Linked DNA regions of Sus scrofa: region 1 is linked to region 2. The links are chromatin contacts, called in public Hi-C maps. All regions are on one chromosome and are shown on one strand. Each heading gives the region's core, a stretch centred on a gene start, on an enhancer-like site or on the middle of the called end of the contact. The rest is flanking DNA. Distances are from core to core; before and after follow the strand shown. Region 1 has its middle 67 kb from the start of PLEKHG3. Region 2 overlaps LOC110261687 (a long non-coding RNA gene).

What was found. Hi-C and Micro-C count contacts between places; a contact is called where the count stands out from the background.
Region 1: a Hi-C map of retroperitoneal adipose tissue shows a contact between it and region 2, with 2.7 times the contacts expected there. The contact joins two enhancer-like sites. A contact is called at or near these places in 1 of 5 promoter capture datasets (liver), 21 of 47 Hi-C or Micro-C datasets (alveolar macrophages, brain, embryonic fibroblasts and 13 more) and 2 of 2 datasets of contacts at active chromatin or transcription factors (alveolar macrophages and skeletal muscle).

The regions. Positions count from the first base shown.
Region 1 is chr7:88,696,386-88,699,085 of Sscrofa11.1, forward strand. No RefSeq gene overlaps it. Among named protein-coding and RNA genes, the nearest start is that of PLEKHG3, 67 kb to the right of the region's middle. Within about 2 kb of position 1,451, at least 12 of the 83 cell types and tissues checked have an H3K27ac peak or open chromatin away from gene starts, as enhancers often do. A contact at or near this core is called in retroperitoneal adipose tissue and skeletal muscle, where this site is marked.
Region 2 is chr7:88,348,166-88,350,865 of Sscrofa11.1, forward strand. It overlaps LOC110261687 (a long non-coding RNA gene), which reads right to left. Exons shown (of 3, transcript XR_002346141.1): 2 at 1-1,697. Among named protein-coding and RNA genes, the nearest start is that of KLHL25, 58 kb to the left of the region's middle. Within about 2 kb of position 1,391, at least 17 of the 83 cell types and tissues checked have an H3K27ac peak or open chromatin away from gene starts, as enhancers often do. A contact at or near this core is called in retroperitoneal adipose tissue and skeletal muscle, where this site is marked.

The sequences.
Region 1 (2,700 bases), core at 201-2,700, 350 kb after region 2:
AGACATGACACTGTACAAAAGAAATAAGTGGAACTTCCCTGTGCCTTCTTCCCTCAGCTTCCAACTAAATAACAGGGACTCTGGAGGTCCCATTGTGGCTCAGTGATTAATGACTCCAACTAGGAACCATGAAGTTGTGGGTTCGATCCCTGGCCTAGCTCAGTGGGTTAAGGATCTGGCATTGCCGTGAGCTATGGTGTAGGTCGCAGATGCGGCTCAGATCCTGCATTGCTGTGGCTGTGGTGTAGGTCAGCGGCTACAGCTCTGATTAGACCCCTAGCCTGGGAACCTCCATATACTGCAGGTGTGGCCCTAGAAAAGGCAAAAAGGCAAAAATAAATAAATAAATAAATAAATAAATAAGTAACAGGGACTCTAAAGACAAGAAGAGGGTGGATCCACCCAATAGAGAGAACTTGGGGAACCCTGAATGACCATGTGAAAGCTACCCCGGACAGGAACACCCACTTTGTATCGTGAATGAAAATAACTTTGTGGGAGTTCCCGTCGTGGCGCAGTGGTTAACGAATCCGACTAGGAACCATGAGCTTGCGGGTTCAGTCCCTGCCCTTGCTCAGTGGGTTAACGATCTGGCTTTGCCATGACCTGTGGTGTAGGTTGCAGACGCGGCTCGGATCCTGCATTGCTGTGGCTCTGGAGTAGGCCGGTTGCTACAGCTCCAATTAGACCCCTAGCCTGGGAACCTCCATATGCCGCGGAAGCGGCCCAAAGAAATAGCAAAGACAAAAAAAAAATAACTTTGTGTGTGCAGTCACTGAGAATTTGAGGTTCCTCAGTTTCAGCAGCCAGCATCACTTATCCTCAGGGGCACATAGAACAATACAATTAAGTGGTAATAGGTGGTACCATCTGAATGTGCTGGAGAAGCTCCTTAGAAGGAAAGTCCCCCGGGGAGCTGGCGTGGTCAGGAAAGGCCTTTTCCCAACTACAAGAGCTGGAATCACAGGGAGGGAGGATGGGGCTTGGGTAAGTCAAGGGAGGGATCAGTCCAGGTAGGAGCAGAGGCTCAGGGGCTGATGCTGAGGGAGGACACATGGGGAGCATCCTGTTCCTGAAGGTGGATGATATGGGCTCCCATCATCCACTGAAGGACCTGGGAACAGAGGGGTCAGTGTCTCCTCTTTCCTCAGTAGATCTTCAGCCTCTGATTTGAAATGACGTATGTGCTCCGCCTACACATTTAAGGCAGTTTCCAGTGAGATGTATGTAATTCCTTTCCTCTGACAACAGGCTCCACTGTGTTCTGTCTGTTTCATAATTATCTACTTTTAGGAGAGTTTATGGGGTCTGATGAATAGCTTAGCATTTCTTGCTTTGAACTCCCAGATGTTCTGACCAGATTCCAACTTCCAGTCCACGTTCCCAGCCCTTCAGCAGCTCTGTCTGGTAATTTTCTAATCCTCCCTGGGACATTCCTATTTCCTGCGGAGAAATAACGAAAACAACAATGCTTCCCTAAGGGTGGGGTGCTTTAGCACTGAGGCCTGGAATCTCCATGTTAGGAAGAAATGTTTACAAGGGTCTAAAAGCTCTGAAAGGAAATGGCCTGTGAGTCTCCTGGGAAAGAATATGAGACGCCACCTCGAGGACTTGCCATAGAATTTCGCTGCATTCCTCGGCAGGACGGGCTGTCTAGGAAGTTCATTTTGACTCCAAGATATATCAGGGTGGAAGTGTGTGTGAGTGGGCGTGTGAAACTGATCTGAGAAAAAGGCGAAAGAAAGAAAGAAAAAGAAAGAAAAGGAAAGAAAGAAAGAGGGATATAATAGTGAGCCACCTAGTACCCCCCAACTTCAACAATTATCAACATTTTGTCAATCTTTTCCGTCTATCAGCTCTTCTCTCTCTTTTTTTTTGTATTAGGGCTGGGATTGGCCTCCTATAACCCCCATGATCCAAATCCTATTTGTTTCCTGTTTTTGTAAATAAAGTTTTATTGGAACACAGCCATGCCCACTTATTTATGTATTGTTTATACCTGCTTTTGCATCCCACCCACAGGGTGAGTAGTTGTGACAGAGAGCTTGTGACCCACAATGGCTAAAATATTTGCTGTCTGGCCTTTCACAGAAAAAATTGCCACCCCTACAGTAAAGTATGTTTAAAGCAAATACTAGGTGGTCCTGTTGTGGTGCAGAAGAAATGAATCTGACTAGTATCCGTGAAGATGTGTGTTTGATCCCTGGCCTTGCTCAGGGAGTTGGGAATCCGGTGTTGCCATGAGCTGTGGTGTAGATCGCAGACACGGCTTGGATCTGGCGTTGCGGTGGCTGTGGTGTAGGCCGGCAGCTGTAGCTCCAACTGGACCCCTAGCCTGGGGACTTCCATATGCCAGGGGTGTGGCCCTAAAAAGCAAAATAAATAAATAAATAAATAAAATAAATACTAGACAGCATATCATTTTATCTGTAAATGCTTCAGTGAGAACCTCTGACACGTAAAAACATTATTTAGGCCATGCCTATTTTAGAATGATATCTAACAAAATAAATAACTCCTTAATTTCACCTAATATAAAACCTGTGTTTAAAATTCCTGTTATCTTAAAAACTATCTATTTACAGTTGGCTTTTTCATATTGTGTTCTAAATAAGGTTTACATATTGCACTTGGTTGATATAACTGTTAAGTATCTCTTAATCCGTTGTCAGTTCTCGCTCACACCCCTCCCTTATCTTA
Region 2 (2,700 bases), core at 141-2,640:
GGCATCGGTTTATTTTTGTCATTGTATGTGATATCCAGAGGCCCGCCACAGCAGTTCCTGACTTATTTAGAGATAGGTGTGGGATAGCAAGGCAGAACATCAGAAAATGAGATGGAATACTAGCACCAAATCTGACGTTGGACTCTTTCTGCACGTGGGAAGTAAACAGTTTCAAAAACCTCAGTTGAGCAAATGAACTCAGGAAAAGAGATCAGCTTTGTGGTTACCAGAGACAGGAGGAAGTGGGAATCAGATGAAGGTGGATCAAAAGGGACAAATTTCCAGTCATAAGACAAATAGGTACTAGGGATGTACTATACAACACGATAAATGTATATTATGTAGGAAAGTTGTTAAGAGAATAAATTCTAAGACTTCTCATCGTGGGGAAAGACTTTTTTTCTCTTATTTTGAACATATGTAAGATGATGGATGGTCACTAAATTTACTGTGGTGATCATTTCATGATGTCGGTAAGTCAACATCTTGAATTAACACAATGCTGTACAAATATTGTTATAGCTCAATGAAACTGGAAGAAAAAAACCACTCAGTTTAAGTAGATATTGGTGAACAGATCACTAGAAGTCTTGAAGGAGAATAGCAGATAGCTAAAAAGAAAAAGAAAAAAAAAAAAAAGGAAAAAAGAAAAAAATCCTTTCTCATCCAACATTGTGTAGTCGGGGGGCTGCAGCGTATCTAATGCCCCACTAGATGGTACTGCTGATCCAGCCTTGGAGTACCCAGGGCCTGTCTCTATGGTAACAAGTCTACAAATTTATCAGAAGAATTGGCCTTGTCCTTTTGGTGGGAGCGGGTGTGTATGAAGCAGTTTTCGGTGTTCAGAAAAGTCGGCTCTGTGCACAAGGGACTCTTGATATGTAGCTGTCAAAGACATAGAGAATCAGGAAAACACCGTATTGTGCAAGGCAATAAGGAAAGAGAGGGCGGAGAAATCGCTGCTTCTACTATAGTTACAACCTACCTCCTCCCCTGACCGCTGGGACTCAAGGTCTTTAACACGGCTTGGAAACAGGGATCCCAGGTTGCTGGGAGCCTGGGGGTGGGCTGCAGGCAGGATTTGCTTTTGTGCAAGATTACACAGCGGGAGTTCAGCCTGTGGGGAGCTGGGGTTGCTTGAATTGTGGACTCCTAGATGTTCCATTACATAAAATATTACATAAGCCCAGACATCCAGTTCTACCTGTTATTTTACGCCTCGCTGTTTATGATCGTTCTCTGCTGAATGTGGGTTTCCTACGCTCTCTGCATAAAATGTGTTTCCAGAGAGGGGCTCTGCTAGCCGGCGAAACTCCTCTGGCTTCATCAAAAGCGCAACTTCCAGACCTTCCAGACCTTTCTCACCGCAGGGTGCCCGGCGCTCCATATTCACTACGTGCTGTTCTGCTTCTTGGATTCTGGACCAAGATGCAGGGCTGCTCTTACATCGGTGGAGATGCAGAGGGACACTTCATATGCTGACAGCGAGTAAATGCTGCTCTGGAGAAAAACCACCCACCCCAAATCCACCTTCACAGGAGAAGGAGTTTTTGGTGTCTCCTGCATGGGTCCTACCTGGTGCCCCAAGGGGAACAGGTTACTCCTGCAGAAGGCTTGCCTCCGTGTAGAATTTGTGTTGCTTTTCAGCAATAGCAGCCCATTCAGTGGAGCCAAATCATTTTTTAATTTTAGTTTTCCTGGAGAGAAGGGAAAGAGAAAAGAATGAAAAAAACAGGACCTAAGCAATATTTTTGCAGAGCTTTATCTGCATAGCTGGAGTTTTACCTGGATAGCTGTTCTGGATGTTTCCTGGAACATTTTTAAAATTGAAAATATTTTGAGGTAATTTCAGAGTTAGTGAAGTTATAAAAATAGTACAAAGAATTGCCATATATCCTTCATCCTTAGTCCCCGAGTTTTGTCTGCCTCGTGGAATAGATAATCTAATGAGTTATCTAATACTTTTAAGGATAAGAAACATGATGTCTTTTTAACCTCAGTAAAAATAAGGACATCCTCTCATATAACCACAGCGCAATTATCAAAACCCAGAAATTAGCATCAATATATTACTATTATTTAATCAGTGGACTCTATTCAAATTTCATCCATTGTTCCATTATCTTTCATGTCATAAGGAAATATTTTTTTCCACAGTTTAGGAGCCTATCCAGGATCACATATTACATCTGGCTGTCATGTATATTTTTATCTTTGGGTTTTTAAATTTTTTTTATTTTTTGCTTTTTAGGGCCGCACCCCTGCATGTGGAAGTTCCCATGCTAGGGTTTAAATCAGAGCTATGGCTGTCAGCCTACACCACAGCCACAGCAACATGGGATCCCTGACCCACTGAGCAAAGCCAGGGATGGAACCCACGGCGTCTTGGATACTAGTCAGATTCATTTCCCCTGAGCCACAGTGGGGACTCCATATTTGTATCTGAAAATGATGACAGTTGCTTTTTACTTGATAGTGGTTTTTTATTTTTTCCTTTTCTTGTTATTGTGAGTCAGTAGCTTGCAGTTGAAAATTTTTCTGCTTCTGAGAATCATGGCTATTTCTTAGATGGCTGGCAGATCTGATGGTGGAAAATACATAAATCTGCACAAACATGGATTCAAATCCCAAACCCACAAATTCTTAGCCGTGCAACCTGGAGGACACTGCATCACTTCTTTGAGCAACAGTTGCCGCTAT